Regions from separate parts of the Mus musculus genome. Here regions 1, 2, 3, 5 and 6 are each linked to region 4. The links are chromatin contacts, called in public ChIA-PET and HiChIP or PLAC-seq maps. All regions are on one chromosome and are shown on one strand. The core of a region is the stretch at or near the end of the contact, and the rest is flanking DNA. Distances in the headings are between cores, read along the strand shown. Region 1 holds the start of Clec12a (C-type lectin domain family 12, member a). Region 2 has its middle 21 kb from the start of 1700101I11Rik. Region 3 overlaps Clec9a (C-type lectin domain family 9, member a). Region 4 has its middle 28 kb from the start of Klrb1c. Region 5 holds the start of Olr1 (oxidized low density lipoprotein (lectin-like) receptor 1). Region 6 holds the start of Clec2m (C-type lectin domain family 2, member m).

The links. ChIA-PET counts read pairs in DNA pulled down with a chosen protein or histone mark. HiChIP or PLAC-seq counts read pairs in DNA pulled down with a chosen protein or histone mark.
Region 1: a contact with region 4 is called in an H3K4me3 HiChIP or PLAC-seq map of pro-B cells, with 8 times the contacts expected there. The contact joins the promoter of Clec12a here to the enhancer-like site in region 4. A contact is called at or near these places in 2 of 15 datasets of contacts at CTCF or cohesin (large pre-B cells and stem cell-derived epiblast-like cells), 9 of 484 Hi-C or Micro-C datasets (the AML12 cell line, the HPC-7 cell line, cortical neurons and 3 more), 14 of 115 datasets of contacts at active chromatin or transcription factors (the 230-238 cell line, acute myeloid leukemia, astrocytes and 8 more) and 1 of 9 other capture datasets (adipose tissue).
Region 2: an H3K27ac HiChIP or PLAC-seq map of extraembryonic endoderm stem cells shows a contact between it and region 4. The contact joins two enhancer-like sites. A contact is called at or near these places in 1 of 484 Hi-C or Micro-C datasets (forebrain) and 3 of 115 datasets of contacts at active chromatin or transcription factors (the 230-238 cell line, extraembryonic endoderm stem cells and large pre-B cells).
Region 3: an H3K27ac HiChIP or PLAC-seq map of microglia shows a contact between it and region 4, with 6 times the contacts expected there. The contact joins two enhancer-like sites. A contact is called at or near these places in 1 of 39 promoter capture datasets (neutrophils) and 2 of 115 datasets of contacts at active chromatin or transcription factors (large pre-B cells and microglia).
Region 5: a FOXA1 HiChIP or PLAC-seq map of pancreatic cancer cells shows a contact between it and region 4. The contact joins the promoter of Olr1 here to the enhancer-like site in region 4. A contact is called at or near these places in 10 of 39 promoter capture datasets (the 3T3-L1 cell line, 3T3-L1-derived adipocytes, the C10 cell line and 6 more), 3 of 115 datasets of contacts at active chromatin or transcription factors (large pre-B cells, pancreatic cancer cells and pro-B cells) and 2 of 9 other capture datasets (liver and macrophages).
Region 6: an RNA polymerase II ChIA-PET map of memory CD8 T cells shows a contact between it and region 4, with 5 times the contacts expected there. The contact joins the promoter of Clec2m here to the enhancer-like site in region 4. A contact is called at or near these places in 1 of 15 datasets of contacts at CTCF or cohesin (large pre-B cells), 5 of 484 Hi-C or Micro-C datasets (B cells, CD4 T cells, Th1 cells and 2 more), 9 of 115 datasets of contacts at active chromatin or transcription factors (the 230-238 cell line, T-cell acute lymphoblastic leukemia, epiblast stem cells and 5 more) and 1 of 9 other capture datasets (liver).

Annotation. Positions count from the first base shown.
Region 1 is chr6:129,348,413-129,352,332 of GRCm38.p6, reverse strand. It overlaps Clec12a (C-type lectin domain family 12, member a), which reads right to left and starts at 2,089. Exons shown (of 6, transcript NM_177686.4): 1 at 1,822-2,089. The coding sequence starts at 1,912.
Region 2 is chr6:129,552,236-129,555,774 of GRCm38.p6, reverse strand. No RefSeq gene overlaps it. Among named protein-coding and RNA genes, the nearest start is that of 1700101I11Rik, 21 kb to the right of the region's middle. Within about 2 kb of position 1,589, at least 2 of the 459 cell types and tissues checked have an H3K27ac peak or open chromatin away from gene starts, as enhancers often do. A contact at or near this core is called in extraembryonic endoderm stem cells, where this site is marked.
Region 3 is chr6:129,421,230-129,425,105 of GRCm38.p6, reverse strand. It overlaps Clec9a (C-type lectin domain family 9, member a), which reads right to left. Exons shown (of 7, transcript NM_001205363.1): 7 at 342-2,880. The coding sequence ends at 2,748. It also overlaps a transcript of Clec12b not described here. Among named protein-coding and RNA genes, the nearest start is that of Clec9a, 14 kb to the right of the region's middle. Within about 2 kb of position 1,900, at least 103 of the 459 cell types and tissues checked have an H3K27ac peak or open chromatin away from gene starts, as enhancers often do. A contact at or near this core is called in microglia, where this site is marked.
Region 4 is chr6:128,758,853-128,762,386 of GRCm38.p6, reverse strand. No RefSeq gene overlaps it. Among named protein-coding and RNA genes, the nearest start is that of Klrb1c, 28 kb to the left of the region's middle. Within about 2 kb of position 2,091, at least 357 of the 459 cell types and tissues checked have an H3K27ac peak or open chromatin away from gene starts, as enhancers often do. A contact at or near this core is called in 3T3-L1-derived adipocytes, the AML12 cell line, B cells and 22 more, where this site is marked.
Region 5 is chr6:129,504,872-129,508,769 of GRCm38.p6, reverse strand. Olr1 (oxidized low density lipoprotein (lectin-like) receptor 1) reads left to right here and starts at 1,605. Exons shown (of 8, transcript NM_138648.2): 1 at 1,605-1,735. The coding sequence starts at 1,663.
Region 6 is chr6:129,329,284-129,333,170 of GRCm38.p6, reverse strand. It overlaps Clec2m (C-type lectin domain family 2, member m), which reads left to right and starts at 1,390. Exons shown (of 5, transcript NM_199034.4): 1 at 1,390-1,676; 2 at 2,137-2,223. The coding sequence starts at 1,607.

The DNA.
Region 1 (3,920 bases), core at 840-3,339, 590 kb before region 4:
ATTTTGGAAAATTATTGTTAGTGAAAATACTATAAATGTTCCAGTCATTATCTGAGGTTTGAAATACAAACTCATAGTCTATCTTTTGTTATAATTATTTTCTCATTTATATATAACATATATATATATATATATATATATATATATATATATATATATTCAGTTATTTAAAAGTTATCAGATCTGTGCCATTTAGGTACTAGACACTACTGTGGCTACTAATAAAACAGAGTAGTAAGGTGTGTGTGTTTTTGTTGTCATCTAGACGCATTTTAAAGGACAGGAAACAAAGTGCAAAATGACTGATTAATAGAGAAATGATAGATACATAGGTAATAGATATATAGAGATGATAGAGATAGGTAGATGATAGATAGATAGATAGATAGATAGATAGATAGATAGATAGATAGATAGATAGATAGGAACTTGAGAGTGAAAGCCACGAGATAACTTAGAAATGCATGTAGAGTGACACTAGAGCAAGAGACCTAGGAAGAGCCCTCCAGTGCTCCATCAAAGAACACAATCAAGCCAGGACAAGCAGAAGAACAAAACCAGCTCAGCCACAGGGATAGTGAAAACCAGGGGGATGTGTCACAGAGAATGCACAGTGTGAAGGAATTTCCTGTAGGTTTTGATATGTTTTGGGTGTTGTGCTGAGTATGTCATGTTGTGTTATATTGTATTGAGAGTAGAGCCTTGAATATGCTAAATGAGTGCTTTAGCACTCAGCTGTATCCTCAGCTCTCTTCTTACCTCTTATTTTGAGACAGGATCTCACTTAACTGACTGCACAGGTTGACTCTGAACTCTCTCATAGCCCAAGTAGGCCTTGAACTTCCAATCTTACTGGATATCTGAGATTAGAGAACCACTCCCTTAGATCTACCAAAAGAGCAATCTTAAAATGGAATGCTCAGCAATATAAAAACAGCAGAAAGGCACAGCAATGAGGTAGAGACATGACTCAGAAGTAGCTCAGGGCCTAACTGTACTTGCTTTGCAAGCCTTATAACCTAAGGGAAATTCCTGGTGGTTCACATGATGCAAGGAGAGGACTGTCTCCTCAAACTGTCCTCAGGCTGCCACACAAGCACTGTGGCACAAGCACACATATACACACACGTACACATATGCGCGTGCACACACACACACACACACACACACACACACACACACTCATACATGTTCATACACATATGCACACACATACACAGATTAAATTTAACCTAAATTTAAGACAAAGAGTAGAGATTTGAATGCTAGGATAAAATATGGAAACTCCTGAAGATCTGGATCAGAGCAAGCTCCATGAACAATGAGGAGAGAAGCCAGATTTAAAAATAAAAAATGTTCTCCCCTTCTTTGTCTTTCTCCTACACTTCAAGCAGTTTGCGTTCAAAAATCTAGCAAGAACATATAAGCCCATGACTTTCCTGAATAAGGTATAGTCCTAATTCCATGGCTTCACACACACACACACACACACACACACACACACACACACACACACACACCAAAACAAAACAAAACCTTCACAATAAAACACTGTCATTTGAAAATACAATCTCTTTCCACATACCTCAATTTAATTTAATATTAAAAATGTAAAATACAATGTTGTATTACAATGGCTTAAAGAAATACCTTATGCTTTAAAGAAAAAAATTATTTTTAATCACTTTGTTATTTGGGGTTTAAATGAAAGGCTGAACAAAAATTCATATGGCATATTAAAATTTAAAGAAATAAAAATTAAAAATTCACATTGCATGAATCTGTGGTCACTGCCATCTCATCCATGGCTCAAAATCTTACCTTTTCCCCCACATTTGTCAGACTTCTGGGTTTCTTCTTTTTTATCAGGGTCCTGGATTTTGAGATTTGCATAAACAATTTCTTCAGACATTGATGAATATTCAAAGAAGGCTCCAGAAAATGTCCTTCGAAAAAGGTGAGAGGGCTGACAGTTAAGTAAGCCTACCTAGACTTTCAACCCTCTGTAAACTGTGGCTAACCTCACAAGCTCAAATTTCCTTTTGAAAAACCACTATGCCAGACTCTCAAATATGTGTCTATGAGCCACAGTCAGTTTATTGCCTCAGACAAGAATAAATAAGATTGAAAGAGGAACACTTTTCTTCCTCATATTTCTTCCTTTTTCTTTACATAAGGTAATTTTTTAAACTGTGCTTGGATAATATTAGCTTCATACGAGTTGCGCAATTTGCTCCTACCACACAGTGCAGAAACAGCATATGATTAAACTCTGAAACAGGGAAATAATCGGAGTGATTCAAATCTCAAATGCTCCCTGGTGCACCACCATGCCCTTCCCCCAACCTTGAGCAGGCTCAAGTGGAGTTATCGCCTTGCTGCACCTGCAAGTTCCTGAAATAAGCTCACTGAGCTTGCTTTGCAACATAATACAGCCTAAACAAAGGTTGGGTTTTGTGGTCTTCCCTTTTTACCTGGAGCTGCAGAATTAAACTTTGCCTTGATCTTGGCTTCATCCTTTTCTTGCAGCCCATAGTCCTTTTCATTCCCAGCCCCCCTTTCAGGTTAACCCAGTTCTCAGTGGCTACTGGATGGCTACAGGTGGTGCATAGCTTGAGGCCTGAAAATGGGGAAGTGGGAGGAAGCACTGAGAAACACTGGCTTGAGTGGAGCTCCACAGAAAACAGAAGAAGTAATGGTATCCTGCCCAGTAATGAACAACATTAATGCTAACACTAGTTAGTTTATTTTAGGGAGGCTGTTGTTGCAGGAGGTGTATTAAGGGCATACAGCTGGGCTGAAGAGGTGTTGACCCGAAGCCAACTTCACCTAGGGGTAACAGCTCAACGGGACAGGGGAATTCTATATAGCCATTTCTCCACAGCCAAGAGTTGCATCAGGTGAGAGGAGCAGGGTTTAAAAACAGATGTTAGAAAAATTCTTAGCACAAGTAGATTTATGCTGTCCATGGTGCCCAGAAGTAGAAATGGTATTCAAATGACATGAGAAAGAGAGAGAGAGAGAGAGAGAGAGAGAGAGAGAGAATAGGTTTCAGAAAAGCAGGTATCCCCTGTCCAGGACATGTTAGCAAAAGAGATAAGCTATTTCAGAGCTCTCCTTGGGACAGGAGGAAATCAGAAGACATCCTGCTTCCTCTCTGGCTCCTACTGGAGATATCCTTAGTCCTGGTTCTAGGTCCCTTTAGGACATCAAGTTCTCTTCCCTCTCTGTCTATTGTCTGTCCTTGGTGCACCAATCTGTCCATGTGTGTCAATTTACACCTGTTTTTGTTTCGTTGTTTGAATGATTGTTGTTCGTGTTTAGTGTTGAAAAGAAAAAAATGGCTAAAACTTTATGTGCTGGCTGCCCACCCCCTGATTTAATTTAGCTTGTTTAAAGGCAGTCTTAATTGTCCTTTGGAGCCCTGCACCTATAGTTAGGAGTCAATCACAGCTGGAGAAGCCCTGCTAGGGGCTGATTACCTGCCATGCTGCTTTTAAAGGGCCCAGCAGCTTCTCAAGTTCTATGGTAAAGAAGCTGACAGTTGTTCCTCCTAGAAAAATCTCTGATTGTGATTATTGGGTTCAGCAAGTAATAAGGTGCTTTTTCTCTTGAAATTATAGCTAGAAAGGATACGAAAATTTTGTTTGGTTTTGAAAGACTCCCGAAGAGGGGAGACTCTCATTCAAGTCTCAGGATGACGAGACCCCCCAAGAACTCATGAGAGACCGTCCTTGCTGTGAAAGAACCTAGTGAGGAACCCCCCACTCAATTCCCAATTTGGCGTGCACCCAAAGAATCACGAAAAGACCGACTTGATGTAAATGCACAAGGTAGTTTAATGGTGGAGCTCCGGGTCATCTCACACAGGAGACAGTGGATTCGACCACGAGGCTTAAAAGCTAGAGGTTTTTATAGAA
Region 2 (3,539 bases), core at 340-2,839, 790 kb before region 4:
TCCCAGGAATGTAGGGATGCTATAATATACAGAAATCCATCAACGTAATCCACTTTATAAACAAACTCAAAGACAAAAACCACATGATCATCTTGTTCTTTCTATATGCTCTCTTAATTTCTAGGTTGCTCTACTCTGTTCCTTTCTCTTCCCCATCTTGCTCTCTCCTTCTGATTCCTTCTGCTGTAATATAATGAAATACAATGTAATCATTCCTAGGGGATTGTTTTGTACCTTTTCTAGAGAAATAGATTTATGAGCATATTTTTTATTATTTTTTATAAAAGTTCACTAAAATTTCAAACATAAATTCAAATTATAAATTGAATAAGAAGTTTATAACAGAGATATTTACATGTGTCTTCTTTAAGACTTGTTATCTAACTAGAAGTTCATTATTTGTCACAGGTTCATTGAAAATTAACAATCATCATTCTTGTGACTAAGTTAGCATTGAAGGTTTATAAAGATAAACCCAGTCAACATTTAATTTTCTGTCTTTGCACCTACAATAAATCATTAGTTTCATTTAATGATCTTTGGTTAATTGTTTTACAACCTCATGGAATGTGTTCTAAGTTGTAAATGCCTGCTTTCTATTTCATAAGTAATTAACTGGTGACATGTGAAGACTGGAAGAGTCCTAAATGCAGTTTTCATAACAAAGAGGGCTTTAACGGCAGTTCTATTATAAAGGTCTTAATAATTACTAGTGTAATTTTAGGAATTCTTATAGGATGATCATTAAGAATTAAGAAATTATCTGCCCAGTAGGGTGGGTAGACTAATAACTAGTAATAGATAGATAGATAGAGAGAGAGAGAGAGATAGAGAGTAGAAAAGGCATATTAACAACAGGAATCTTTCCTAAAATGTAGTCCCTTTTAATCTTGCCTGAAAAGGGCTCGTTCATCATGCTTTAACGTTCACAGTGAAACCATCTCAGGAAGATCATCTGCCTCTCCTAGATGGCTCCTGTCACAAAGCTACACATATCGCTAGTGGCATGCTTACTTCATCGAGTATGCCACCTAAACCTATCCAAATAGCTGCCACCAACTGGGGACCAATTACTCAAATATCTTGATGTCTCTTTCAAGCTACCACTCTAATTTGAGTGACAGAGAAGTAATGAAATGATCAAAAAATGACTGCACTTGCTGTGGAATTTCTTGGGGCCTGATCTGTCCTCCTAGGAAGGTGATCTGGGTCTGTCTTTGAGGTGGCTTACTTTTAACGCCTTTTTGGATGTGTTTTATTGTATGTGTACAAATGATTTGACTGCATTACGGATGTGCACCATAAATTTTCCTGGTGTCCTTGAAGGCCAAGAGAGAACATTGTATCCCCTAGAACTGGAGTTACAGGCAAAGGTGAGCCACCATGTTTGGTTGTAGTTGCTGAGAATCAAACCCAGATCCTCTGCAAGAGCAGTAAGTGCCCTTAACTACTGTGCCACTTCCCTAGCCCAAGTGGTTCAGTATCACACAATGGGCTCAGGAGCCTTGTGTTTTCATGGGACAGCAGCTTTCAGCCTCCTGATCATTTTATCTTTAATTGTTAAAATCAGCTACATCTGCACAATGCCTTCCCAGATAATGATTCTCTTTGCTGAGTTTACTTTTGGAATCTGGACCCTAGCCATACAAAGCCCAAGGCTAACTAAACAAAAGTATTTGTCTTTACTCGGACAGTAGCAACAACAAATGCAATGAATGTCTTTGTTCTTCTGGGGAACAGACTGAATCCCACAAAGATCTAGAAAAAACAGGTTGACTGAAAGATGGAGGTGACCTGTTCAAAAAGCAACTGCTTCACACAAAGCATGAGAATCATGCAATCTAAGGTAAGTTTCACGTTTGTGTCACCTGCTAGAAATACCATGTACATGCTCAGCCTTTATAGGAGAGAAATCTTGTCACAGACTTGTGGAAATTGGAAAGAGAACACCACAGATCCCTGATCAGAGCAGGTTCCTGACTAGGAAGGCTCATGGTGCATGATGTGGGGACAGCAGGAACACAAAAGAAGAACATCATGAGAGTTGCAATTTATTTATAGAGGAGAGAGGATTCCATCTCACAGAGAAGGATAAAGAAGATAAAAATAAAGACATGGCCAAGTGGCAAGACTACTTTCTGCTCTTGCATCTGACCGAGGTTCCATTCCCAGCACACATAAAACAGCTCTTAACCATCTACATCTGCAGTTTCAGGGTACCCATCTCCTTATTCTCCAGATGCACCAGGCATTCATATAGTTCACTTACAGACATGTGGGCAACACTTATGTATATAACATAAAAATGGATTAAGAAGCAGCAGCAGAAGCAGCCACCACTGTCTGGAGCAGTGTTCCCACTAGAGGCAGGTGAGTCTGTGCTGCTGCTATTAGAGTTTACTGCTCCCATCTGAGCTGCCCAGAATAAAGAAAGAGAAGCAGAGGCAGTCATACTCACAACTGTGCTTGCCATTCTCAGAGGCTGAGAGGCTGAGAAAGAAGAGAAGATATCTGCAACTCTACTCAAAGCATGGAAAATCTGGATCCTGGTCCCTCTCTAGATAGGGCTCCAATCAGTTCCTTCAGTCCCTCCCAACAGGCCCTGAGTCAGGGAACAGAGCTCACCATTACTACTTTATTCTGCATGTCTATGGTCTGCAGCAGGGTGTGTGGCTGACTAAGGAATATGGGAAAGGAGGGAGGAAGATAGCAGATCTCCAGGGATGTAAAGGGCAGGAGTGATGGGAAGAGAGAACTGAAAGACCCTTAGAGAGAGTGGCTGTGAGATGGAGATGACTGGTACAGATCACCCAGGAAAATGGACCCAGCTTTCCTTAGACTCTTCAAGAGATGTGTTTCCTTGCTGTAGGTAGATGTTCCAGAGAAAGTCATGAGAATTCATCTGGTGCAGCCCTTCTCCCTTCTCATCAGTCACCTTTCCATCACTTTATTTCTATCTCTGGGAGTTTTAATTCTGGCCCAGGTGGAGAAGGTATCTGTGACCATTTCATGTTCTTTGTGTTCTGTGTTCATCTCATCTCTTTGAGCCCTTTTTTAACACCATGCATTGTTCTTATTGGTGCTACCTGGTAGGATTTTGCTTTCAATGGAAAACATGACTATGAACTCACACCAAGCAATGAGTAGAAACAGCATAACCACATCTCTTCCTTTGTTACTTTGCATATAACTTGTCAATATCTAGGTCAGTCTGAGATGGCCACACAGAGAACGTTCCCTAAGGGTATTTGGCTCAGAGTTCCTAACTGCTGTTAAGAATGTTAATTTGGCTTCCTTTCCATGATGCTTCCTAGGTAGACGGCTGTGTCAAGATGAAGATAAATATCTCCTTTCCAGCTGTCAGAAACTCATAGAACTGGATGATGAACTTTCTATGAGGAGCAAATGGGCACAGAAGTAGCTCCTGATGCTCTGGGTGAAGAGTGGAAGTGTTATGTGGTCGGAATCAGTAGTGGGAATGACAAGCAAGATTTTCTCATGAGACAAGGTGCCTTGACCGACTGCAGAGTGCATCTCCT
Region 3 (3,876 bases), core at 651-3,150, 660 kb before region 4:
GAGTGTGTGTGTGTGTGTGTGTGTGTGTGTGTGTGTGTGTGTGTGTTGCTTCCACCTTTTAAACCACCTCATCAGTGTAAATAAATAAAAGTAAGACAAAGACATGATCATCTCAATGCTACAGGACCAAGCCACTGAAAAAATGACTTCAAGTCAAAGGAAACCTAGTTTCCTTTAAATAATTTCTGCTACTTCAGTTAATTAGGTTTTATTATCATTACTACCATCATTTTCATTATTGTCATTTATCTAAGTTATGCCTTTTTAATGTAAAGGGAAAGATGGAAATATTGTACCTCTAGGCTTCTTTTTGTCAGAATAAAAGATTAGATACAATCATACTGAATTTATCAAATATTTATTAAGAGCATGTTATGTATGTAGTATGATTTAGAGATGACACATTATAAGTACGGAACATGATAACTATAATTAGCTAATTTTTCTTCTGGTAGATAGCACTCATTTTCATTTACCCTTTCTTATCTAAAGTATCATTTTTTATAGTTTGCATGTAATATTTGGATGGTGTTCTTAAGCAGTATTTTGAAGTGAATTGTATTACAGTTTTATAGCAGGAAGGTTGAGACACAGGCAGTTAGAGGAACTAGGTTGTTCATCTTGTTCATCTTGTCAGCGCAGACTGAGCCGTTTGATCTGTGAGCAATAGGATGGAAGGCTCCACCTACACAATGGGACATGCTGATGTCCATGCTAATCCTTCCCCTACATGAAATTCAAAGAGTACCTTTCCCAGCAGAACTCTGCAGTCTGAAAAGCACCATAGACAGAAAAAGCCCTGGTTCCTTCTGAGGCAGATCAGAGGGACTCAATGACTCTACAGCTTTGGGGCAGAAGTTAAACCCTGTTAAATGTTCATTTTTATGAAGTACTGCTAAGTGCTATTCGAATTGTCATGTACTGGGGTTTTATTAAGTATTTATTGTAAACACACTTTTATTGTCTGTGAACGTGAATTCAAGCTATCAGCCAAGCAGCCTTTTTACTAACATCTGGCCAGACTGCCCTCATGACAGTCCAGCCAGCAGTTTGGGCACTTTACTCTGAAGCCCCTCTAGCTACTGAAGAATACCACCACCCCATGGCTGAAGACATGCTCCAGTTGTGACTGCTCCCACAACTGGAATAGCCTATGGAAAACAGCACTCTAACTAAGCAAGGGAAGCCTTTTGGCAAATTGCCCAAGGCCCAGCCTGTCCTGCAGTTCTCATTTGGGCCAGAGAGGGAGCACTTCCAACCATGAACCTAGGGAAGATCTGTGACTGTAAACAAGAGTCTGTGCTGTGATTGGTGCAAACACAGTCCTTGAAGAGCTACTGTGAAGGTGCAGACACCCGCACTACACCCACTTCTTATCTATTAAATGGGCTGTTTAGTTCAGTTTTAGAGTCAGCCAGGACACCCCCTCCTCTGACACTCCTGATGCTGTAACATTAACACCAATAAAAGACTTCCCGAATGGTCCTTTTTCTCCTCCTTTGCCCTGCATTAGAAGAGTAGCCTGAGCTGCTAACACAAAGAGAAGATGCAGAAGCACAAGATGGGAGCAAAGGCAACCAAGCAGAGCAAGCAGCTCTAGTGGTGACAGCAGTTACCGTGGCAGTCGACAGACAAGAGAACACCTGAAAAATTCCAGAGATGGGTCATGGCAGAAAGGATGGGCAGCAGAAACAGAGAGACTGAGGAATGGTAGAGTTAGAGAAATGAGAGAAGGCAGAAAAGCAAGGCTGAGTAAAGACAGAAGACTGTGGCCAACCAGGAAGGAGAAACACGGGCTTGGAGACCTGGAAGAGTGCCAAGCAGCTGCAGTCTTTGGAACCAAGGATCACAGAAAACCTATGCTGAGAGCTGTAACACTAACAGCCAACAAGGGCTGATGGGAGATTCCTGCATTCTAGACCAGAGGACTGTAATAGTAGTCACTGCAGAGTTAATGCCCCACCACCCTAAAGCCATCCAAGAGCTATAACACTAGTGGGAGCTGCTTGCTGCTACTGACTGCTGTCTGGTATTGCTGCTAAAGGTTAGGGATTGTAAAAGCTGCCAAGACCCAGAGCCAGTAGTGATTAAAACGAAAAGCTATAAGCCTTCAACCTGAGCACTCAGATCCCGGAGCAATAGCCCCCTAGCTCCAAGGGTTAGAAACTGTAAATCTCTATATCTGTGAGGTCATCCCCCAGGCCCTGGGCCTCAGAAGAAGATTAAAAACACTGGAGGTCCCCATTCTGCTCATTTTTACCTAGAGCCAAAGGACCCCTGGCGTATGATTGGTGGTAATACTACAGTTTAGAAATCCATCTCTCTCCTCTCAGTGTGTGATCTTATGATCTATAATTACTGGAAGGTGACCTGAAGAAAATTTTGTCAGTTGTAAGTATAGTAGATAGAATTGTTTACTAAAAGTACAAACCAAGGATTGCATAAAAACTCCCACAAGGACAGCTAGATCTCGGTGTGGTATGGATCGTCACTTTGGACTTTCAAACACACAGGAAATTATTTTCTCTTCTTTGTTCTCACTGAGTCAGATCTTCTGTAGCTCTAAATCAATTTTTTCCTTGGCACAATGGACAAGGTCAACTGAAATCTGCAAAGCGTTACAGACTATTGCCAAGTGTAAATAAAAAATCAAGCTTGCCTTCATAGTCTCACATCAATCTCCTCCTGTGTTTGCTCTTTGGCCTCTTTCAAACACTTGTGTAACAGGTAGCTTTGAGTTGTATCTTTCAGATGCAGGATCCAAATGCCTTCTTCTCACAGATAAAATATTTCCAGCTATCGCACTTATCTGAGATGAGAGTAGAATCTTTGAGGTATCCACAGATCTGGCCGGCTGATCGCTGTCTTTCTGCTGGCAACCTGAAAAAGTAAGGTAACTTCTCAGGTTAGAGGTTAGATGTGAAGATGACAGTGGTATTTGAAAGGGAAACTCTCCAGAGATGCTGTTGGATTTATTTTAGTTTGCTTTAATGTGGTAGCCTTCTGTGGTGGTTTTGTCCTCCTTCAAATAGCATCTATTAAGTTTTACAAAGGATATGTTGATATAATTTGAACAAATAGTTTCTAAAGAAAACCAAGCCATGTTTGCATAAAGGTAGGTGAGAGCCAATGCGTTTCTCTCGGCTCTGTTCTCAACATACTAAGGCACTTGGTTGTACCCATGAAATGCCATTCTCATCTGGAAAGCTCAATATAGAAATCGATCAATAGTTATCACAGTCTTTTTACCAGAAAGTTTTCTCAGCATTAAGTGATACAAAGGACTAACAGTTTATTGGCCATTTAGGCATTTGGATTATGAAAACAACTTTATAAAGGATATGGTAGGAGGGCTGGTAGGAAGATTCAGAAGATGTTCAGGGTAGTTTTATGTTAACTTGACGCAAAGCCTGAAGTCATCTATGAGGAGGAACCTCAATTAAGAAACTACAGGCAGGTCTGTAAGGCCTTTTCTCAGTTAGTGATTGGTGGGTGAGAGCTCAGCTCACTGTGGTGTTATCATTCCTTGGCTGGCAAGTCTGGGTTCATAAGAAAGCAGGCTGAGAAAGTCATGAGGAATAAGCCGGTAAGCCGTATCCCTCTATGGCCTCAGTATCAGTTCCTGCCTCCAGGTTTAAGCCCTGCTTGAGTTCCTGTCCTTACTTCCCTCGGTGATGAACAGCAATGCGGACTTGTAAACAAAATAAACCCACTCCTCCCCAACTTGCTTTTTGGTCACAGTGTTTTATCACAGCAATAGAAAACCTAACTAATAGGGAAGCAATAAAACCAAGTCTTAAGTATACGAGTCACAATTCCAATCAGGAGCCTGTAAAAGTATCAGGCTTCTTTGTCTGCTGGAGAAAACATAAGATA
Region 4 (3,534 bases), core at 842-3,341:
TATAAACACTGAAGGAAATGCAGGATGAAATGGAGATAAAATTGGAAACCTGATTATTTCATTTGTTAGAGACACTCACAGTTCTGGACAAGGGGCGCCTTCAGACAGCAGCAGCTTTTACTGTGTGAGGACTCCAGTCTTGGTGGAGAGAACCAGACCAGAGCAGACCCTAGCCAGACACAGCTCTGCCTGGTGACATATGTTTTAAAGGCTATTCTAGACCCACAGGCTGAGTTTAAATGGCTGTTATGTAAAGAAGGGGAGGACCCCTTGGGGAGTATTGCAAGGTCACCCGTGGCATTTTGGTAGAGACCAAACTGCACTATGGTCTCTTTGTCCTTCCTTCAAGGCCTCCGGGAAGGCTTAGCAAGCTGAAGGGATGTAGCAAGTTTTCTGTACATGCAAGGGCATCACTCAGTCCAGTGGCTGTGTTCTCATTTTCATCGCAGTGGCTCTCTTGTGAACCTAGCGCACATTGAGAAGACTCAATGAAAAACCTTCCTTAGGAGAATGGAGCAAGTAGAAGATAGAATGTCAGGACGTGAAGGCACAGTAGAGCAGCTGGAACACTCAAACAAAGAAAGAAATAAAATGTATTTTTAAAAATTATTAGTATTATTAAACATTAAATGTTATTAAAGAAAATAATTATTACATATTAAATAATTTAAAATAAATATGTAAGAATTTGGGCACAAATTATGAATTGAAGGTACAGAGGAAAGAGAAGCATCTCATATTAAATACAATAAGTGGGATATACAGAGAAGGCCCCGGGGTGCAATGGTGCTCTTAGGATATGCTGTGTGTTAACTACTGACTCCACCAGGTCACAATCTCTTACCTGTGCTTTCAAAATGCCATCCTATGTTGAATCCGCCCAGGGATTTACCCATTCATTCCTTTAACCCCCTCAAAGTCTAATAATGTTCACCGGACACGTCCTCACAAACACTCACAGAGAAGTGTTTTACTAACATTTTAAGCATTTGAAGGCTTTTGGAGTTTTCCAGTTCATGCAACAAACACCAAAGTGAACCAACTGAAAAGCAGATGGCTCTTCCGGACTGTGGAAGAAAGATGAGGACAAATGGAAGGAAATGAATGAAAGAAACATCGGAGCACACAGGGTCACCAGCAGACACCCTGAGACCTTATCACACTCCCCTGCCCTCACCAGCACACTAGAGATCTAATTCTGCAGTCTCTTTACCTGGACCATTGTGTCTGCTTACCTAGAAAAAGCCCTGGGCACTGCAAGAGAGCGCAAGCCAAGGAGGAATACAGAGAATTCAGAGGAATGCACGCCTGAAGGTGCGGGAGTGTGTTTGCTGGGGTGACCGGCAGGGGGCGCGGGGCGAAAAGAGGCTTCGGGGCTCATGAGGTTGCGGTTCCCTAGAGTGAGGAGTGGCTGACGTTAGGCGGGAAGTGTGCGTGAGACTGGCGGAGAACCTCATGAGCCAGGTTGACGGTGCGGTTTGGGGCGAAGGCCTGCTGGGCGTTGTACCCTATAGTCTCCTCGTTGGAGAAAGCGGTGATGTCATAGAATACATAGCTAAGTAGAATCGGAGCAGCAGCAACGCTCGCCGGTTCTGGTGGCGCAGGCCGGTAGGATTTGCTGAAGGAGGCAGAGGCAGGAGGATCTGGAGTTCGAGGACAGCCTGGTCTACACATTTTTTTTCTTTAATTCCTAATTTTCTCCTGGAAAACATTCACCTTTTTTTTTTTTTTTTTTTCTAAGTTCAACACGAAGACAAATTCACGGCCACACGCCACCCCCAAACACATCTCTAGAACTGACACCATTCCGAGACCCAGTTTCCTCACAGACCCTCACGCCCACGCACCCAGATCGCATCCTTCGCGTCCTTCGGGCGCATAGGCACCAGTGCAGCTCACACGCTCTTGTCCACGCAGAGCTGCACACGCCCGACCCTCCTGTCTTCTCCCCACGCCACGCTTCCGTCCTGACACGACCCCCTTCTTCCAATCCATGTCCTCAGTTCTCCCGACCCTTCTGTTCCATTTTGCTAGTGTTACACGGGCGAAGCAGCGATCAGTAGTCGGCCGGCGAGAAATGGTCGCCGCCAAGAGTTCGGTTTTGTTTGTATTTGGTTTTGAGAGGAATTCGGGGAATGACGAAAGATCAATGGCAATGACGTACGGCCACGCCTTGTAGCTACATGAGCTCGAGAATGTGCCTCCTGGGCGGGCTGGAGAGATGGCTCAGCCGTTAAAGGCTAGGCTCACAACCAAAAATATAAGAGTTCGGTTCCCAGCACCCACGGCTGTCTCTCCAGCCACCTTTTTTGCCTTATATCACACACACACCGAGTGAGCATGCAAAATTAAAAAGTAATAGTTTTAAAAAAGGAAGAATAGAAAAACTAAATAAAACAAATAAATCCCGTCTCTCTTCCGTTGCCTTTAAGCAATGCAATCAATTTCAATTGATTTTTTTTTTTTAAATTTATTTACATTTCAAATGTTATCCCCTTACCTGGCTTCTTCCCCTTCTGGAAACCCCCTATTCCATCTCTCCTCCCCCTGTTTCTATGAGGGTATTCCTCCATCCACCCACCCACTCCTGCTTCCCTGCCCTCAATTCCCCTACATTGAGGCATCGATTGAACCTTCATAGGACCAAAGGCCTCTCCTCCCATTGATGCCTGATACATATGCAGCTGGAGCCATGTGGTGGTTTAGTCCCTGGGAGCTCTGGGGGTGGGAGGTGGGGGGGGTCTGGTTGGTTGATTTTATTGTTCTTCCTATGGGGTTGCAAACCCCTTCAGCTCCTTGAGTCCTTTCTCTAGCTCCTCCATTGGGAACCCTGAACTCAGTGCAACGGTTGGCTTCGAGCATCCACTTCTATATTTGTAAGGCTTTGGCAGGGCCTCTCAGGAGACAGCTATATCAAGCATCTCTTAGCATCCACAACAGTGTCAGTGTTTCGTGACAGTATCTGGGATGAATCCCCAGGTGGGACAGGCTCTGGATGGACTTTACTTCAGTTTCTGCTCTGCACTTTGTCTCCATATTTGCTCCTGTGAGCATTTTGTTCCCCTTCCAAGAAGGACCGAAGCACCCACACTTTGGTATTCCTTCTTCTTGAGCTTCATGTGGTCTGTGAATTGTATCTTGGGTATTCCAAGCTTTTGGGCTAATATCTACTTATCAGCGAGTGCATATCATGTGTGTTCTTTTGTGATTGGGTTACCTCAGTCAGGATGATATTTCTAGGTCCATCCATTTGCCTAAGAATTTCATGAATTTGTCATTTTTAATAGCTGAGTAGTACCATATTTTTTGTATCCATTCCTCTGTTGAGGGACATCTGGGTTCTTTCCAGCTTCTAGCTATTATACGTAAGGCTGCTATGAATATAGTGGAGCATGTGTCCTTATTCCATCTTGGAGCATCTTCTGGGTATATGACCAGGAGTGGTATAGCTGGGTTCTCAGGTAATACTGTGTCTAATTTTCTGAGGAACTGCCATACTGATTTCCAGAGTGGTTGTACCACCTTGCAATCCCA
Region 5 (3,898 bases), core at 356-2,855, 750 kb before region 4:
ATCAGGTGTCATGGAGCATTCTGAATTTTTTCAAGTCTTTATCATTTTCTGGAAACATCTCTGTAGAGATTTAAGCACAAGAGAAAAGTCCAGGTGTGGTAGTATGGTATTGCCTTTAATTCTAGGACTTGGGAAGAAGAGACAAGAAGATCTCTGTGAGTTTGAGCCAGTCTTAACTACATAGTGAGTTCCCAAGCCACGATTACCCAGTGAAACACTGTCTCAAAAGAAAAAAACCAAAACAAACCAAAACAAACAAACAAAACCCTAACAACAATCAATCTATCCCCTTTCCCCCCATCACTTTTTCCTCTCTGTTAGAGTCTTGTATACTCAAACTCAAAAAAAATTGTTTAGTCTATAAGAGGGTTACTTTACTTTCACAAAAACACATGCAAGGGCTGAACCTGAGTTAGGAACTCGAGAGTTGGTCAAACACCTGTCCTGTCCATAATCTTAGCACTCCTACTGTGAGATGGAGGGCAGAGATAGGAGGGAATCTGGAATCTTTCAGATCAGCTAGCCTGGAGCATGTATCAGGCAATAAGAGACCTTTCCTTAATCAGTGAGAGACCAGGGCCTACCAATACCTGATTTGCCCTCTGACCTCCACTTGTATCTGTGTTTTGCACACATACAAGCAAGCTCAAGTGCACACACACACACACACACACACACACACACACACACACATGTTAAAAAGTATAAGTAATTTCAGAGACATATCTTTTCATGGTGTATATAGGTATAAAAAGCCAAGGCATAGGTCAGAGTAAAACATACTCTTTTCTAATCAATTTAAGTATCCTGGATACTACAATTAGTAGCAGTTTTAACTATTATTTCTGACTTTTATGTTCCAACTACAAAAACCTGTCATTTTTACATCTAAGCTCCTATTGAAACATTACCTGAGCCAAGTGTTTGGTTACAGGTTAATGCCACTATACCTGGCCATTGGAACGTTATCAAACATACATTATCCTCAAACTCCAGACAAATATGTAGATTCAATATAAATATTTCCTGAGATGACAGACCCAGGGAAAGATCTAAGACTTACTCTAGCTATTTCTACTGGGCTGCTGCTGCTGTTTAAAGTCTCTGTACTCAAGACTTCCCCTAAACTCCAGCACTCAGGGCCAGGAATGGAAATCCTATGTGACTTAAGTCATATTTCTGATTGCTCATTAAAACTATTAAAAGTAAAACATGGTGCTTATAAAACAGACACCATATAGCGACAATCTGCTTTGGTGAATCAGCAAACAGAAAAATGTGAACAAACAAGTCGAACCATCCAGTCCAATCACCTAACTTGAAGAATGTGCTTCTTTGACTTCCAAACCCTTATCTGATTTGTCTGCAGTATCTTTCCTATAATTGTCGTGGTCAGCCCTCTTTCCCCTGCTGTCTGTTTCTTAGTGAAAGGTCATGAAGCATGACTGGATATAATTCTCCCCACCCACAAGAGACACAACCTAAGAATTTGTGTTAGCCAACTTTCCAATATGAAGCAAAGCTTCCTTTCCTCCCGCGACGGTTGAGTCATCCTCTGCTAGATAAGAGCGGCTATTTAAACTGCAACAGAAGCTCCGCACACTGGCAGTTGGCTGAGGTCCTCGACTGTTTCAGTTTTTCACTCTTAGCAGGAATTTGGAGATGACTTTTGATGACAAGATGAAGCCTGCGAATGACGAGCCTGATCAGAAGTCATGTGGCAAGAAGCCTAAAGGTAACAGGGGTGGGTAGATGCTTATAGAGACAGAATGCCAGGCTTAGCTCAGAAATATAAATTAAATGTACTGAGGAATGAGGTTAGAGGGTAAAGCCATTCAAATATAAGAAAATACAAGAGACCAAGACCATTTATTTAGAAGGAAAGCAAGTAGGATTCAAGATAACAACTAGCTGATACTACATCTTTAGTATAAGCTGTTCTCCATGCTACGGCTTTAAATTAATGCTTTCTACTAATTGTAGTACTTATATTATCTGCCTTCCATATAAAGTTAACTCAGGAGGAGTAATAAAGTCACTCAGTTTCCTTGAATTAATCAGAGTAGAGCCAAAATCATACCAGATTCCCATGTATGAAGAATCCAATCCATAAAAAAAAAAAAATGGGCGAAAATGCATCCATTTAGAGCACACACTAATTGTTTTTATGTGTGTTGCTGAAGTACTGCAAAAATCTGAAGTGCTTTGTGAATTATCTAAAGCAAATTTGGTATATTCAGTATGACTGAATATACGTTAGACTTTCTTGTCCATCATTGCTTTGACCAGGAAGCAGGAGTGGGTGGGTTGGGGAGCAGGGTTGGGGGGAGGGTATAGGGGACTTTCAGAGAGAAAACTAGGAAAGGGAATACCATTTGAAATGTAAATGAAGAAAATATCTAATAAAAAATCCAAAAAAAAGAAATGTAAATGAAGAAAATATCTAATAAAAAAAAAGAAAGAAAGAAAGAAAGAAAGAAAGAAAGAAAGAAAGAAAGAAGGAAAGAAAGAAAGAAAGAAAAAAGAAAAATTGTAATTTGTATTTGGCTACTACAGTAAATTGAATTATTTAGGTTTAATTGATAACTCATTTTTGTAGACAACTACAGATAAAATGTCTTTTATTTTATAAAATTAAGAGGAAAAGGCCAGGTGGTGGTGGTGCACACCTTTAATCTTAACACTTGGGAGGCAGAGGCAGGTCAGCCTTCTCTACAGAGTGAGCTTTAGGACAGCCAGGGAAACACAGAGAAACCCAGACTCAGGAAAAAAAGGAACAAAGTATAAGAAGAGGAGGGAAGACAGACTGTGTCTGTAAGTAAGCCTGAAATCTTTCAATGGGTAGGATAAGGGTGAGTGTAGTGTGATTTAATATCTGAGTGGCTGAACTAGCTCAGAGTCAAGAGTGCTGGGGCTTGGTAGTAGAGCCAGCAGCTGTTGAACTAGCTTAGTGTGAGGAAGTGCTGGTGTTTAGTAGTAGATGTAGGAGCTAATGCCAGTTGTTAATTTACTCAACCGGTCACTCATTATTTGTGCAATAAATATTGTTTTTACTTGACTTTTACCATAAATATGATTATTTCTTCTATAAGAGTCCTTGTTAAATTAGGTCCTTGCTGTGAATGGTATAAATTATACACTGAAATTAGTATACAAATCTTTATTGATTGACTAAAGGTTGTTTTCTGACTAGAAAGCCAATAGTCTCCTCCTACTGCTGAGGTGGGATGAAGGTGCCGTTTAAGTAATGGGAGCTTGTATCTTCCTTTCCCATGGCAACTCATGCAATCGGTGTTTTCATTCAGTTGTAGGCATACAATGTGTGATGAATACTGGGGTTCGGGAAGGATTTTTACCTGATGTTAGGTGCCAGGATAAGGCAACTGCTTGTAAGAGATATTACTGTCTTCTATTATCTGCCAGCTAACCACACATTCGGAGAGAGAAATCCTGCAGCCAGAGAATGAGTTCTATTTCTACCTGTCAGAATTCCTTTTTGATATCATCTGTGGATTCTAACACAAACTAACAGAAGAGAACTCTGAACGTATTTGACCACTTGTTAACTTGGACCTTTATCACATTCACACCGAAAGCTCAATGATATAATACTCCAAGCACTTTGGCTTATGAGCATTGGATTAAAGAACAACGTTTAGGGCCAAAGGTGGTACCACATGCCTGATATCCCAACACTGGGGAGGCTGAGTCAAGAGGACCCCCAATCTAAGGCCAGCCTGGGCTACCTACTGAATTCCAGGGAAGCCTGGATTACAAAGTAAATATTATCTTGAGCAAGAACAACATAAAACCCAAAGACCTACGTTTTAAGTTTTCATTATAAATGTGTTATCAAGTAAGCGAAACTGCTGCTTTCAGTCTCTTCTTTATGTAGAGA
Region 6 (3,887 bases), core at 141-2,640, 570 kb before region 4:
AGCTGTCAGGTTCTTGAGTTCCCTTGACTCAAGATGCCCTTCCATTAGGACACTGTCCCACCTCAGACCTTTGTCATTCCTGAGCCCTCATGACTCCCGATGCCCTTTCACTGGGACACCTTCTCCCTTTAGAGCTTTATTGGTTCCTGGGCTTCTGAGTCCCAGGATACCCTCCCATCCGAGTAGAAACGCTTACCCCCAAAGACCTGCACCTCCCTAGTATTGACATTATGAAAGCATCATGATACCACACCTAGCTTTATTTACTTGGGTTCTGAGGATCAAACTCTGGCCCTCATGTTTCAGAGGTGAGCATTTCACCAAAGGCATGTACCTGCACTGTGCAGGGGCCCTTCTGCTTACCCTTGTGCTTCTGAGGGTTTTCCAGCAACCATCTCTGTGTGGTAAAGGGGCTAAAGAAAGACCCTGATCCTGACCAGACCCCAAGACCAAGGCAAAAAACACAGAATCCCACCAATTCTCAGCTTGCCACAGAAACTCACCAATTGGTGATAATAAAAAAAAAAAATCAATCCCTGCTCCCTCCACCCCACTCCCCAATCTCAGGACTTGAAATCCCACCAAAATCTTGACCTTGGAAAAAACTCTGCTCCACAAGAAACACTGCATAAACCCTGCCTTTGGCTCAGTTCCCTGCTGGAAACAGAGCAGAAGCAGCCACTCTGATGGGTTTCTCCCTTTCTCCCCTGAGTAGCTTTTGGTGAGAAGGTTTTATCACAGCAACAGAAAAGCAAACTTAGACAGTTAACAATCTTCTTATATCAGATTTTACAGATGTGTGGCACCACATATAAAATATGGGCATGCTGATGTTTCTTATGTTTGAATTACAATGGAATTTAAATATTCCTTAATCCGATCTTTCAATTCCCCAATACAAGATGAAGAATGGTTTCAGTGTTTGGGGGAAATTAAAGATAACAAAAAAGTATAATTCCTTCTTCAATTACGGGAATCTGTAGGCATGATTCCAGCTTCTGTAGGAATACATCATTCTGAGCTTCTGCAAAGAGGATAGTACCTGTGTAGGAAACAAACCTTAATTTACCATGAGTTTACTTTGCCAAGTTTCACAATACAATTCACCGGACCGTTGGAAGTAAAGAGAAAGCGATTAAAAGCAAAGTAAAACTGGATGTGGGGCTCAAAGATCAAGAAAGGATAAGTGTGATTTACAGTTAGTTCAAACAACTCTAAAGTTACACGGGCTTTATCAGATAGTTTACACGGGAGACACTATACAAAGACCAGGGAAGGGGAAGTCTTGACTGGATAGCTGAAGGGAGAGGATGCTAATCAGGCTTCCCCATGGCGACCAGCAGCCAATCAGGGCAGCTAGCGAGACACCCGTTGGAGCGTGCTACCGTTAGAGGACAGGGCCAGTGAGATGTCTTGTGGCCCATCATGCAGAACCATCACGCTGGAGTGGTGCTATCTCTCCCATCTATCAATCTTGCTCTAGTCTTGATTCCAAAGAAACTCAGCCCTCCGAGTCTAGAGCTTTGAAGACAACGGATACAACTATCAGTTCTCCTTTCCGCTTAAGAATTTTCTCAATCTCTGTAGTCACTGGAGCACCATTTCTATGCAGACCGACACTTCACCCAGACTACCTCAGACAAGCCATGAACGCAGGCATCACAGGTTAATGTTCGGTAAGGAGATGACTGGGTTTCATTGAAAGCTAAGACTGGTAGCCTCTGCCTGTGAGGCAGAGGTGAACTTTAAGAAAAAGTGGCCATCATCAACAAAGGCTCAAGACTAAAAGTGAAGATGATACACTCCCGCTCCACCCTCCTCACAACAGAAGACATTTTATTAAAACCAAACCAAACCAAACCCACCCACCCGCGCCCCCCCCCCAAAGCCACAAAAGGTGGGGGACTGTGTTTTTGTTCTTCAAGCTTTGCTGGAGAGTGTTTTGCCCAGCTCTTGGAAGTGACAAAGTACTGTACAGACAAAAGCCAAAGTCACACCTGAGTGCCTTTTCCCTTTTCCTAATAGATCAATGGCTGAGTTGTGTATAGGATACAGAGATTATGGCTTTTTTAATGGAGGTTTTGTTTGCTTGTTATTTTTCTCTGGTAGTGACCTGTCTGCTTGCTTTATGTACAGATGCGAAGAAAGTGCTGACCCTTTGGACCCTGCTAGGAGGTGCTGTTGCTGTTCTTCTTTGGGGGTTTTTCAGTTTTCCTAGAAAATGTAAGTGATCAATTTCTACTAAAAACACTTGATAGTGGTATTGGCTATTCAGCCTGACCCCTCCACCTGCTTTACCTCCTAGATTAGTCTATTGATAAATATGTATTACATTTAAACAGAGTACCAGCTGGGATATTTTCCTGAAAAAAAAAATAGATTAGATTTGTTTCTAGAGGACTTGCTATGCATAAATTCATTCTATTTGAAGCAGGAGGAAGGAGGGTTCTGAGTCAGGGTGATCAAATAAAGCTTTATGAAGAGCTGGGTGTATGTGGTCAACGGTAAGATCTTGTAAGGCACCATATTTGTGTCAAAATTGTGTCAGCTATAGTGGTGGTGGGGAGGGGCAAGCAAAGTGGGGTATGCTAAGCTGCATTTGTTAACTCAGGGCCACAGGTGCATGGAACCCTGATTCCAGCTTTACTCTAATAGAAGCAATGGGTGGGAGACGAGCCCACCCACCGTTACCACCACACGGACTCTCCAGACAGTGAAGTGTTCAGGTTCTACTGAAGATCCTATATCCTCTTACTCTGTCATCAGGCTCTCCTCTCTCATAGGCCATTGCTGTTCACACTCCACTGCAGCATCTTCATCAGCAGCACAGTAGATCATAACTTAGTTCATTAGCCCCTACTCTTCCTTTGCATAGTGTTTATGGTTACTGCTTAATTCAGAAACCTTGAAATGTGTTCTTTGCTTATCTTCTCTCTCCCCTCCCTGCCAGTCTGCCTTCCTCCTCTCCATCCATCCTTCCTTTTCTTTCTGGGCTGTCATGTAGTCTAAGCATATGGCCTGCCATTAGATTACATCTCCAGCTCAAAGTACTTGGTTTTTATTGGGTTTGGTTTAGTTTTCCATGAGGACAATTGGTGTTTGGAGCTGGACCCAGGGCCTTGTGTATGCTAAGCTCTACCTTGAAGCAACACCCCAGGACCTGGCCTCTCTAATATTGAATCCACTCTGATCAGGTTTCTGCTTCAGCTTTTCTCATGAAACCTGTAGTCAAATTTAGCAAATTCTCCAGCGTTGCCATCACTCCCTTCATCTTATTTGATGAACCACATTCATTTTTTAAAAAAATATTTTTCTCTTTAAAAATCTCATACTATTATACAATATATTTAGATCGTTTCCATCTCCCCTGTACCATCCGCAATGGCTCCCTCCCAAGTTCTCACCCTTCATTCTGCTGTTGTTAACCCTCTAGCATTTGTAACCATGTCTACAAAGGAGAGTCATTTCCTCCCTCTGCAAGGATCTGCTGTCAGTCCAACAAGGATGGGGCTTGCAAGGGAGGGCCTCCCCATTCATGCTGAAATTTCTACTGGTTTGCTATTGATAAAAGTCTCTTCAAGGCAGGTAGTGGTGGATCTAGCCACAGATCACTGGCCAATCTAGCAAGTATAAATAACTGTGAGCCCTCAGCTTTGAATGAGTCATCTGTACTATCCTTCCCCATCCAAATTCAGAGAACATCAAGGAAGAGTAGAAACTATGTGACCCTGATGCATGAGAAAGAGAGCTGTGAGCTGGTGACCTCAGTAGAACAGGTGGCTACATCAACTCCCTGCAACTGCAGATCTTCAATCTCATTTTATACCTCCTCCTGAAAAGTAATTCCATTTTGGCCTTCAAGCCCATACACTCCAACTGTTTGTCTC